Linked DNA regions of Pan troglodytes: region 2 is linked to region 1. A link is a contact called in public Hi-C data. All regions are on one chromosome and are shown on one strand. Each heading gives the region's core, a stretch centred on a gene start, on an enhancer-like site or on the middle of the called end of the contact. The rest is flanking DNA. Distances are from core to core; before and after follow the strand shown.

Region 1 (6,229 bases), core at 2,714-5,213:
ACCCCCAAAGAAATTGGATTACTAGGCCGGGCGCGGTGGCTCATGTCTGTAATCCCAGCACTTTGGGAGGCCGAGGTAGGTGGATCACGAGGTCAGGAGATCGAGACCATCCTGACTAACAAGGTGAAACCCCGTCTCTACTAAAAATACAAAAAATTAGCCGGGTGTGGTGGCGGGCGCCTGTAGTCCCAGCTGCTTGGGAGGCTGAGGCAGGAGAATGGCGTGAACCCAGGAGGCGGAGCTTGCAGTGAGCTGAGATCACGCCACTGCACTCCAGCCTGGGCAGCAGAGCGAGACTCCATCTCAAAAAAAAAAGAAAAAGAAAAAAAAGAAATTGGATTACTAATCTGAGACTTCAGAGTAGATGATGGGTAAACTGATTGATGATGCTAGTCTTCTAAGTATGTTTGTTTACATTCTACCTCACTCCACAAAAGATTTGAGTGTGTTTATAATGTGTAATTTCCTCTAAGTTGAAAAAAAAAGAATGAAAAAACAGAGTGGTGGAAAATATATAAAGAAAAGGAATATAGGCTGGGCTCGGTAGCTCATGCCTGTAATCCTAACACTTTGGGAGGCCAAGGTGGGAGGATCACTTGAAGCCTAGAATTCGAGACCAGCCTGGGCAAGGGAGACCCCCATGTCTACAAAAAATAAAAAACCTTAGCCAGGTACAGTGGTGTGCTCCTGTAGTCCCAGCTACTTGGGAGGCTGAGGTGGGAGGATCACTTGAGTCCTGGAGTTTGAGGGTACAGTGTGCTGTGATCATGCCACTGTTCTCCAGTCTGGACAACAGAGCAAGAACTTGTCTCTCGGGGAAAAAGGAAAAGAAAAAGAAAAAAAAAAAGAATAGTAATATAAATCTAGGCCAGATGTCTCTAAACTTGGCAGTGGTGCATTAGGATCACCTGGGGAACTTTTAAAGCTCCTGATGCCCACGTGGCACCCTGTACTAATTAAATCATAATGCCTGGGAGTGGGAGGCAGAGAGGAGCAGTAGTAAAAATTCCCAAATGTTTCTACGTATAGTAAAATTTGGAAACTAAGCTGATGTTCTCAGCCTTAAATGCACATTAGCATCACCTGGGAGGCTGTTGAAACTACTGATGTCAGAATCCATTAAATCATAGCCTCTGATGCTGGTTACTGGGCACTTAGTCTATTTGAAAGCTCCCCAGGTGATTGCGATGTACATGCCGAGTAGAGAACCACAGCACTGGGGGAAAGTTGGTATATAGTTACAAAAGGGATTTTTTTTTAATGCGTTCTTTTATGGCTTAAGACCATGAAACTGGTTCTGAGCTTCCTGGTGGCCAAAGTAGATAGAAAAACACAGTCGGTTTTAATAATTTTGGTCATCTGCCATGCAAAAGCTTACCAGTTTCTTGAAAGCAAAACAGCTTTTCTTCATAGATCTGAAATAAATGTCTAGTTTATTAGTCTTCTCACAGAGGATGTTGATGTCATGGATCACGATTTTATAAACACCCCACAATAAGTGACATATGGCAAGTTTCATATTATAGTTCCTAATAACCATCCCTCAGGGAAAGACAAGGACATGACCCTGAGTGCAGGGCTATAGGCTGTTGCGGTGGGTGTGTGGGAGTAGATGATAAAAGACAGGAAGAGAAACTGCCACACCCCTCTACAGTTTCCAGATGACATAGCCTTACCCAAAGGCGAAGCCTGGAATTGTGTACCTCCGGGATGTGGAAGGCATGTCGTGTGTAATTAGAAATTATAATTTTCTATCAGCACATTTTAAGAATTATTTATTTATGTATTTATTTATTTAGAGACACAGGGTCTTTCTCTGTCATCCAGGCTGGAGTGCAGTGGCACAATCATAGCTCACTGTAACCTTGAACTTCTGGGCTCAAGTGAACCTCTAGTCTCAGCCTCCTGAGTAGCTAGGACTATGGGCCCATGCCACCACACCTGGCTAATTTTTAATTTTTTTTTTTTTTTTTGTAGGGACAGGGGTCTCTCTATATTGCCCAGGCTGGTCTCGAACTCCTGGTCTCAAATGATCCTCCTGCCTCTGCCTCCCAAAATGCTAGCATTATTATTCAATTACTTTTCTTCCTTTATAATATAAACTGTACAAATTTTACAAAGGCTTGGCTAGTGAGGGTAGGTAGAGAAGCACTGACTCCCATCCATGAGGGTCACAGGCTAGGGCAAGGGCATCTGAGAATGCGTGTGTGTGTGTGTGTGTGTGAGAGAGAGAGAGAGAGAGAAAGAGTGTGCACGTGTACCTTTTGTTTATCAAAAGACTTTACGGTTTTTTTTGTTTTGTTTTTTTTTTTTGAGACGGAGTCTCGCTCTGTGGTCCAGGCTGGAGTGCAGTGGCGCAGTCTCGGCTCACTGCAACCTCCGCCTCCCAGGTTCAAGGGATTCTCATGCCTCAGCCTCCCCGAGTAGCTGGGATTACAGGCGCCCGCCACCACGCCTGGGTAATTTTTGTATTTTTAGTAGAGATGGAGTTTCACCATATTGGCCAGGCTGGTCTTGAACTCCCGATCTTATGATCCGCCCGCCTCAGCCTCCCAAAGTGCTGGGATTACAGGTTTGAGCCACCGTGCCCGGCCTAAAGACTCGAGGTTTGAAAGGGTTGAAAAACCTCAGTATTGAAAGAATGGACAGAAATCTGACTTTTAAATAGTCCTCCATAAATAGTTCTCATCGGGGGTTTTGTGGCCTGTAAGTACTGTGGACTTGATGGCTCAAGACTTCTAGAGAAGGCTTCTGAGTAGGATGTTGACTCCATGGGGCTAAGTCGTCAAAGGAAACCCATTCTACGGCACAGGTTTTAAGCCACTCATGCTGCAGGGAGGCAAAGGAGAGCTTAAGGTAGCATGAAAACGAACTAACAGGACGAACAGCAGATAGTTATGTAGCTGGCAACGAGGAATATGATTCTTTCGGGTCACGCGAGTTCTCTCTTAACTTCCTTGAACGAAAATCCTAAATGCATCCTGGTAATACCCAAGTAGGCACTTTGACGTTTCCTTTTCAAAGGCAAATGGAATGTTCTGCGTCTGTTTTCTTTTTGAACTCCCAACTGCACTTAACATCTAAATTTAAGGAAAGGCTTCCGAAAAAGTCGACTGACGAATTTCTTTCACTTATTTAAAGTATTCTCTTGCAGTCCTATAAATCGGAAGGATTAAATGAACTGCTTGCTAGAGAAACAGTAGCTGGGAGGTGGGTCTTATTAGCTACGGTGGCTAATAAGACGTCTCGATCATTTGCATATGCAAAGGATAACCTTAAGCTTGAGTTTGATATTTCACGTTGCGGCTCACAAATGAACTGCTTTTTATTCGAAGAACCATGCTGTCTGTTTTCGCGTGGGTGGGTGTGTAACCGGGGCGGGCGCTATGTTGGTTTTGTTCCCTGCAAGATTGACACAGGCAATGGCGACTTGCGGCCACACTGGGGCAGCCTCTCCTCGGCTGGCAGCCGGGCCGGGCGGCTCGCTCCCGGGAGCTGACAATGTAGACAAGTCCTGCTCGTCGGGGCCGCAAAGAATTTAAAGGGGTCTAGAAACATCCATCTTTTCCCCTTTTCACAGTTAACAGCGAGCTCAGAGCTCTCGGTAAAAAGACCACCGGGAGGAAGAAACGCTCAGGGCGTTTTTGTTATTGTTCGCAAAATCCTCTATCGCCCCCAAACGTCCAGCCCGCCCCCTCCCTAAAGCGGAGGGAACCCGGGAGAGGAGGGAGGGTCGGCGGCGCCGGCCAAGCGCGCCAGTACACGCCCCTGCGGATCCGCCCCGCGGCCGGGTGACCCCCGCCGCGCCGCGCCGCGCTGGAGGCCCCGGGCCGGGGTGGGCGTGGGGCTGAACTCCGCCACCCCCGCAGCCTGCGGCCCGCTCCCCAGCCCGGCCTGTGATTGGCTTGGGGGGCGCGTGCGCCCGCCCCGGCGAACGGGGAGGGTACCCTCGCGGCGCCGGTGGGAGGAGGCGGAGGAGGGGGCGGAGAGAGCGGGGGCCCGGACGGAGCTAGCGAGGAGGCGGGCGAGCCGGGTCCCCGGGAGCGCAGAGGAGGCTCGGAGAGGGGCGGAGAGCGGCGGGGCGGGAGGGAGGCGCGGGTCGCGGGGAGGGAAAGCCCGGCCGGGTCTGCGCCGCCGCCGCGCGCAGGGAGAGGCGCCGGGGCTGCCGCCCGGTGCTCGGCGCGCTCTCGGGAGCCGCCCGCCCGCTGGTCCCGCAGCCTTCCGGGAGGAAGCGGTGCCGGCAGCGTCCGGGGCGCGCTCTCGGGCACCCTCACCTGCCGGCGCCCGGCCGCTTACCCGGCAGGGCGTGCGCAGGGTAGGGTGCGGGACCGGGGGGACCTGGAGGCAGAGGGGAGAACCGGCCGTCCGCGCCGCAGCACAGCCGCTGGGAGCGCCTCAGACCCCGCGCGGGGCGCCGGCTCCATGGCGACCGGGCTCGGGGAGCCGGTCTATGGACTTTCCGAAGACGAGGTGAGTGGCACCCCCTTCCTGCTCGGGACTCCCCGGGGAGTTCCTATCCCGCGCCGGCAGGGGGAGGGGAAAGGGGCCGTCCCCGGGGTGCTCGTGCCCAGCGTCTGCAGGGGAGCCCCAAAGCGGGAGCGCCCCGGAGCGGGATCCAGGGGAGCTTGGGTCCTTCCGCACCCTCCACCCTCCGCAAGCCGAGCTCATTGTTTGTAAATAAAGCGGCGCGACGCCCTTGGAGCTGGGGGTTCACTCCGCAGCTCCTCGCTTTTGGGAGGAGAGGGAGGGGGCATGCGTGCCTCTCTTGCCTCTTCCTCTCCAAGCAGCGTCTCCCGGGGCTGTTGGGCAACTTTCCGCCTCTCGCCCCTGCAGCCCGGGAGTCCATGATGCATGTCACGTCTGGGTCGCGCGGCTGGAGACCCGGGACTGCGGAGAAGCCGGATCGTTTCCCCCTGGAACTTTCTCTCTCATGATTGTGTGGATCAGCAGGCGCTCAGAAGCCTGTGCGTGCTTATCCCGGCGGGAATGGGGGACACGCTGCGTGTGTCCCTCCCCTCGTTTTGCAAAGTCTACGGCCAGGATTGTGGATTTCGGAGCCTCGGTGGGGGAGGTGTTCAAGGCTGGTGGCAGGTGCTCCTGGAAACTTGGGGAGGAAGCTTGCAGCCCTGCCATTTTTTCCTCCCGAGGATTCAAAGCCCGGCACCTCCGGGGTGGGTGGGGAGAGGAAAGCTTAATTGATCTCTTTTATTAATAAAGCGAATGAATAAGCCACGCCTCCCGGGCGGTCGGTTTCACTGGAAAGGGCTTTGTTTTTACCTTCACTCTCTCTTCCGTGTCTCCCACTCCCCCCTTTTGAAACAATCCTGCTAAATCACTGCCTAGTCCTCTCTCGACCAGCCACGCTCGGCTCTTATTGGTATGTTGCTCTGCCAAAAAGGGGGGTGGGACGCTTGTCGCGGGCGCGGCGTGACAGGCAGGCTGGATGGAGCAGGTAGGAGTGGTTTGCCATCTGGCGGGGTGCGCACTCAGGTCTGGCTCCCCTTTCGAGAGGTGAATTTACAACCCAAGAAGCATTACTCAGCAGGGAGGTATTTCCTATCCTGGTTGTGCATTTCATGAAAAGTTGATGCCTGGAAATTCAGGCGTTCTCGATTTCTCTTTCTTCCCCTCCCTCCTTTCTTTTCAGAGGTTCCCTCTTTCTCTCGTGTTGGGGGTGGGGTCGGAAGAAAGGCTATTATCTGAGACAAGCTCGCGTTATGGCTCCGCTTTCTGCGGCTCTCCTACCCTGGCATGGTGTGTGTGTGTGCCTGTGTGCTACGTAAGTGTGGAATGAAAGGTATTTTGGGGTGGGAAGGGTGTTTGGGGTATGAATTTTTTTCTTAGCGGTGCTAGGCAAAGCTTGATGTATTTATTTGATCAAAGAATGATCACAGTGCAAATAATGTGTGATTTGTGTGTTTATTTTGCCTCGCTGTGCTTTTGTAAAATAATTTCCCGTTTTGTGTAACTACCTGGGGATAGGTGAAAGTAGCATTGTTTCATTGACCCGGGGGGATTCCCCTCTCCCTCCTGGCTTCTCTCTTTGAGGAGCTTTCCCTTGCATCCTCTACTTCTCCATTTAATTAGTGGCAGTAGAGGGCAGGCCCTGAGTTGCAGAGACGCGGACATTCCTAAACAAAGGGGCTGCTTGGGTTGACGTATTGTGGGGGGTGGGGGGTGAGGACAGCTGCATTTCATCCTAGGTTCTTTTAAAAAATGTTTTAATAAC
Region 2 (6,229 bases), core at 2,087-4,586, 730 kb after region 1:
GGCTGGTCTTAAACTCCTGGGCTCAAGCAATTCTCCCACCTCAGCCTCTCAAAGTGCTGGGATTATAGGTGTAAGCCACCGTGCCTAGCAGAAAAATAATTTTAATGGTGCATTATTTTCCCATCTTGAGAGAAGAGTGAAGACTTAGCACTTGACCTGAAAGCTTAGCTCCATCCTACGCCCTCATCATTCCTGGTAATTTCAACTCCACGTTGATGACCCACACAATTCTTCTCTCGGCTCTTTGGCTTCCTCATCCACAGAGACTTCTTGTAACCCAACCATACACCACCCAAGAGATAGCCTGGACCTTGTCATCACAAAAATTACACTCTTCCAAAATCATGGATTTAAATTTTGTCCTCTCTGATTACAAAGCCCTATCTTTCAGCCCACTTTCTCAAGTGCCCCTTCAATATCACAAGTCACCAGAATCAAGATGCTAACACTTGACCCCTCTTATTTCACTCAAATCTCGACTTATTTTCTTGTCTAACCAGATTCTTTGTTTCGTCTATTCGCTCTCACAAACACCAACTCCCCTGATCCACTCTTTTACTTTCAACTGGCAAAACTCCAACCCCCACCAACTTCCACACACTTCTCTCTACTTAAGCTCCTCATTCTCCTTCTCCTCCTACCCTCCCACTCCTGAGAGCCTTGCTTCACCCGTCACTGAAAAACTGAAGCCATCACAGCGTATTATTAACCCTCTTGCATCGATAGTTTTCTTTCTTCCTATTACAATGGAGGACTTGTCACTCCTGTCTAACCCCTCCACGTAGACTCTGGGTTGCATCCCCTTTTATTTATTTTCTTTTAGAGACAGGTTCTCACTCTCTAGCCCAGCCTAGAGTACAGTGGTATAATCATAGCTCACTGCAGCCTCAACCTCCTGGGCTCAAGCAATCCTCCCACCTCAGCCTCCCGAGTAGCTGGACTATAAGCACATGTCACCATGCCCAGCTAATTTATTTTTATTTTTGTAGACAGGGTATTGCTATGTCACCCAGGCTGGTCTCAACCTCCTGGGCTCAAGTGATCCTCCCATCTCAGCCTCCCAAAGTGCTCGGATTACAGGTGTGAGCCACCACGCCCAGCCTCTCCATCTCCTTTTTGTCTTTCCTAAATTTCATTTCTTTGGTTATCTCCCCTCTAATATGATCAATATGCCTCATTTTGACCAATTATTCTCACTGGCACACAGGCATGCTGTCAGAGCCAGCTTCGTGGGCATGAGACCTCTACAGACACACAGCACCCTGTGCCTGGTTTAATGTTCTGCTGTCACTGTTTTTAAATTCTTAATAATTTTTTAACAAGGAGCCAGTCCTGCCTGCTCTAGTGTCTGCCATTTTCTCTGCTTCCCCTCTCTAAACTGCCAAAACAGAGCCTAGGTGAGCCATCTCTATTTCTACTTGTATCTGTACTTTGTCACTTTTACTAATTCTGTTTTTTTAGACAGAGTCTTATTCCGTCATCCAGGCTGAAGTGCAGTGGCGCAATCACAGTGAGCTCAAGACATCCTCCCACCTCAGCCTCCCAAGTAGCTGGGACCACAAGCTACTGGATGGAAGTGAAGGTCACTGGGATTCAGATCGAGGAACTGATCTGAGGTTGCTGGATAGGTTGCTCAAATGGCTATTCAAGTCATCAGATGAACAGAAGTTGAAGTCAAAGGGAAGACGTTGCAGTGAGTACAGTGGCACGTGCCTGTAGTCCCAGCTACTAGGGAGGCTGAGGCAGGAGGATCCCTTGAGGCCAGGAGTTCGAGGCTGCAGTGAGCCATGACCACTCCTGTGAACAGCCACTGCACTCCAGCCTGGCCAACATACTGAGATACCCCACATTTTCAATGAATAATCTTGACTAACACTTATAAAGTGCCTACTATGTGCCAGATACTATGCTAAGTGCTTTGCATATATTTATATATTCTATATACAAATAATATTAACAACAACCCTATGAAGCATATTACTGTTATCATCCCCAGTTTATAGATGAAAAATTGAGGCAAGAGAGGAAACTCTGGGGCTGGGCGAGGTGGCTCACGCCTGTAATCCCAGCACTGTGAGAGGCCAAGACAGGCAGATCATCTGAGGTCAAGAGTTCAAGACCAGTCTGGCCAACATGGTGAAACCCCATCTCTACTAAAAATACAAAAAAATTAGCCAGGCATGGTAGTGTGCAGCTGTAATCCCAGCTACTTGGGAGGCTGAGGCAGGAGAACTGCTTGAACCTGGGAGGCGGAGGTTACAACCAGCAGAGATCGCACCACTGTACTCCAGTCTGGGCGACAGAGCAAGACTCCATCTTAAAAAAAAAAAAAAGAGAGAGAGAGAGAGAGGAAACTCGGCCAAGGTCAGACAGCTAGCAAATAGTAGAGCGGGGAAAGGACTCCGGCTGTGTGGCTCCAGAGCGCAAGGCCTCTCGTCTCGACAGGAAGATGACAGACATAAGAGACCATAATGCTGGGGGTTAAAAGGTGGAAGAGAAGCAGGAACCAGATCTGAAGGCCTTTGTATTTCATGCTGAGTTTTGTAATGACCCTCTTGGCAATTGGCAGACTTTGAAGGAGGTCAGGCCAGGGCATGACAGAATCAGATTAATGTTCTGGAAAGATCTGTCTGGCTGCAGAGTCAGACGGGAATGAATGGTCTGGAGGCGGGAGGGCCCTTCAGAGCCTCTTGCAACAAAGAGGGACTGATAGTGGGCAGGCGCCTACACCTCTGCTTTGGAAAGGAAATGGGGCAGGTGGCAATGTCGGAAAAGGAGCCCAGGACGGCACAGCCTGCAGGAGCCGCAGCCGCCCCATGGGGACAGTTCGAGCTCACCTGGTCCCTAGGCAAGAGAGCACAGTCCTGGCCACCTAGCCCAGAGGGCATGATGGGCCCAGCGAGAAACCCTGGGGCCCCCGCGCGGGGACTGCTCAAAGTCCGCACGGGGGCCTTGGGAGCTGGATGCACCCCTTAGAGGACCCCGGCTTTGTGGGCCCCAGCCTGGCCTTGGGTCTCCCTTCGCCTTCTGAGCTCGGGGCCGGCCGGGAGCTGGGTACCCAGCAGAGGGCAGCACAGGCTTGCGTTCGTCCCGGTCTGAGCGCCGTCTGCACCTGCCCGGGGCCCTGCAGCTGCGCAGCGCAGGGAAGCAGTGGTGCGCTCTCACCCACCCGCGAGCTCCCACGCACATCCAGGTCCTCCCCGTCCAGCTCGTGGCTCCATACAATACCTAGAAGGCCTGGGGGCCCTCAGGAAGACCGAGGGACAGCAGCCAGGGCGGCTGGGATGACAGCCAGACTCGGGCATGCATCAACAGGCCAGGACAAGTGGCGGGCTCCCTCCTCTCCCATGCCCACGCCTGTGATGCTGCCAAAGGGCAGAGAAATATCAAAAAGCTCCACCGAATCTCCTAGGAGGGAGGCCCCTGCCTTGAGAACAGTCAACCAGATACCCATCTGGGGCCCCTGGGGCAGGGAGCAGGGCACGGAAGCAAAAGCGTTTAGATTCTAGCGGAGTTTTGAAAACTACCCACCCAGCAGGGAAAAACAAAAAGGACTGAAATCCTGGCAGGGAGCTTCCCTGACTCTGGCCTCTCCAAATTGGATGTCAAATCATGAATAGAGGTCCCTAGGTCCCTCCTACTCTAGTTTTTTGTTTTTATAATTGCGGCTTTTTTAACTATTATTTTTAATTCTTGTAAAACATAACATTTGCCATGTTAACCATTTTTAAGTACACAGTTCTATTTTGCATCGTTCCCACTCTCAATTTTTACTGGGATTTCTCACGTACAGAATGAGACACTGAGAAACACTATAAGGAAAAGACAGACCTGGAGACTGAGGAAAGTACATTGGGAATTCTAAGGTGGGCGTGAGAGGTTTTGCAGCCGCTGTGCCTTACGAACTTTCCAGGGCACCTCTGTCCTGAGGGCTTCCACTCTGTACATCCATCATGCCACCCTCCACGCCCTCCCCATACACAGCCCAGAGAGAACCCATGGCTCAACTGGGAGTGGTCAGTGAGCACCCCAAAGGGATCCCTGCCCATATTCAGAAACGGGAACAAGGCTATTCGAAAACTTTGCAATGTTATGGCAGAAATAATCTTTGCAGGATGTAAATGAAAAGTTCCAAGCAATTACGACAAATTTTTGAGCAATTAATGCACTGGGTCTTTAGCCTTCAATGAGCTGGAAAGCTGAGCAAGACAGAACTTGAACCCCTAATAATTATAACAGCTAATACTTACAGAGCGCTATGAGCCTGGCACGGTGCTAACCATTTTACTCATTCAGGTCTTTGCAGTGGAAATGCTGCTATTATCCCCGTTTTACAGAGGAGAAAATCAAAGCCCTGAGGGCTAGCTGGCTTGCTCAAGGTCACAGGGGAAGTAAATGGTGGGGCCTGGATTTGGACCCAGGCAGACTGGCTCCAATAACATGCCTTATGATGGCACCCTTTCCTGATGCCGTGCTGGGAGCTGTATAGACTGAGCCAGTTCCCACTCTGGGAGGCTCAGAAGCTTGTGGAAGGGTGAGTCTGCTAATTTTTTTCTTGGTTTTGGTTTGAGATGGGGTCTCACACTGTCACCCAGGCTGGAGCGCAGTGGTGCAATCATGGCTCACTGCAGCCTCAAACTCCCAGGGTCAAGCCATCCTCCCACCTCAGCCTCCAGAGTAGCTGGGACTACAGGTGCATGCCACCATGCTCTAGCTAATTTTAACATTTTTTGTAGAGACAGGGTTTTGCCATGTTGCCCAGGCTAGTCTCAAAATCCTGGCTTCAAGCAATCCTCCTGCCTCGACCTCCCAAAGTGCTAGGATTACAGGTGGGAGTCACTGCGCCTAGCCCAGTCCATCAACTTTGAATAATGTCAGAGTCACTGGTCTTGGGGACCTAGAATTGCCCTAAATCTCTCCATTTTGACAGTAAAATTTCACATGAATACTTTAACAAGGCTTATCAATGCAACCACAGGCTGTCTACGTGCATTCACCAACAATCCTCTTTCCACCAGTCCTTCTGTTTCAGCCTTAGTACACACACACAAAAAATTTAATGTTGCCAAAGGACTTGAGAAAATCCAGAATGTTTTCATACACACATGTCTTGGGATGTGCTGCCTATGGAAGACCTTCCTTTGCCTGTCCCTTCTCCTTCATCCTTGACTTTGCTGTCCAGCTCTTTAAGGGACTTGAGCCTGAGAGCACATGGCCAGAGAGAGGACAGCCCAGGGAGGTGGTGTTATCTCTTGATAACACCAGAAGAGCAGAGAGCAAAAGTAGAACCGGAAGTGTGGTCTGGTTTTCCTTTTTCCTGTACTTGGATTTTAAAGAATCATATGAGCTCTTATATTTCAAGCTAGTGTTAGGTAGAAAAGAAACAGTTTTGAAAACAGTGTTATTTCAGGGGCACCCAGCAGCTGTGCACACCATGACTTTAACCTCTCCTTTCTTTCACTCCATAGCTGACCTTCTCCCTCAACCTACACCTACTGCATTTTCACTGGGGAAGCAGGGTGAGAAGGAAACCAGTAGCCATGCTAATTGGTGACAACCCACATCTATTTATTTATCATCACTTAGCTATACTTATCAGAGAACAAAAAATATAGTCTTTCATGCCCAGCACTGGATCGATTTGCAGCTGAGGCATTTATGCTTATACACTTTCCTTTTTCCCTTTGTTATCTGTTCGTTATTTTCATTTGTATATACAAGTGGGTGATATTTGATTGCACTTTGAGGCCGAAGCATTTCAACAGATGTTGGATAATGAGGAAGAAAGAACACAGAGGCCGCCCTGCCTGCTGCTCAGGTGGGCTGTGTTTGTATCTGGTTCTTTCAGGATCTGTTTCATTTTTCAGAATATTGTCAAGGTTCACATTGCCCAGTGCAGCTGCATTTGGTGGCTTTTAGAAGTTTCGCAGTCCCAGCCGGGTGCGGTGGCTCACACCTGTAATCCCAGCACTTTGGGAGGCTGAGGTGGGCAGATTACTGGAGGTCAGGAGTTCTGACTGACATGGTGAAACCCCGTCTCTACCAAAAATACAAAAAATTAGCCAGGCATGGTGGCGTGCACCTGTAATCCTAGCTACTCGGGAGGCTGAGGCACAAAGAATCACTTGAACCCAGGAAGTGGAGGTTGCAGTGAGCCGAGATTGCACCACTGCATTCCAACCTGGGTGACAGAGTGAGACTTGATCTCAAAAAAAAAAAAAATGCAATC

The links. Hi-C and Micro-C count contacts between places; a contact is called where the count stands out from the background.
Region 2: a Hi-C map of stem cell-derived neural progenitor cells shows a contact between it and region 1, with 12 times the contacts expected there. The contact joins the enhancer-like site here to the promoter of NEDD4L in region 1. A contact is called at or near these places in 1 of 7 Hi-C or Micro-C datasets (stem cell-derived neural progenitor cells) and 1 of 1 datasets of contacts at active chromatin or transcription factors (stem cell-derived excitatory neurons).

What each region holds. Positions count from the first base shown.
Region 1 is chr17:68,099,820-68,106,048 of NHGRI_mPanTro3-v2.0_pri, forward strand. It overlaps NEDD4L (NEDD4 like E3 ubiquitin protein ligase), which reads left to right and starts at 3,964. Exons shown (of 31, transcript XM_001140979.7): 1 at 3,964-4,470. The coding sequence starts at 4,423.
Region 2 is chr17:68,829,330-68,835,558 of NHGRI_mPanTro3-v2.0_pri, forward strand. No RefSeq gene overlaps it. Among named protein-coding and RNA genes, the nearest start is that of MALT1-AS1, 96 kb to the left of the region's middle. Within about 2 kb of position 3,337, at least 13 of the 24 cell types and tissues checked have an H3K27ac peak or open chromatin away from gene starts, as enhancers often do. A contact at or near this core is called in stem cell-derived neural progenitor cells, where this site is marked.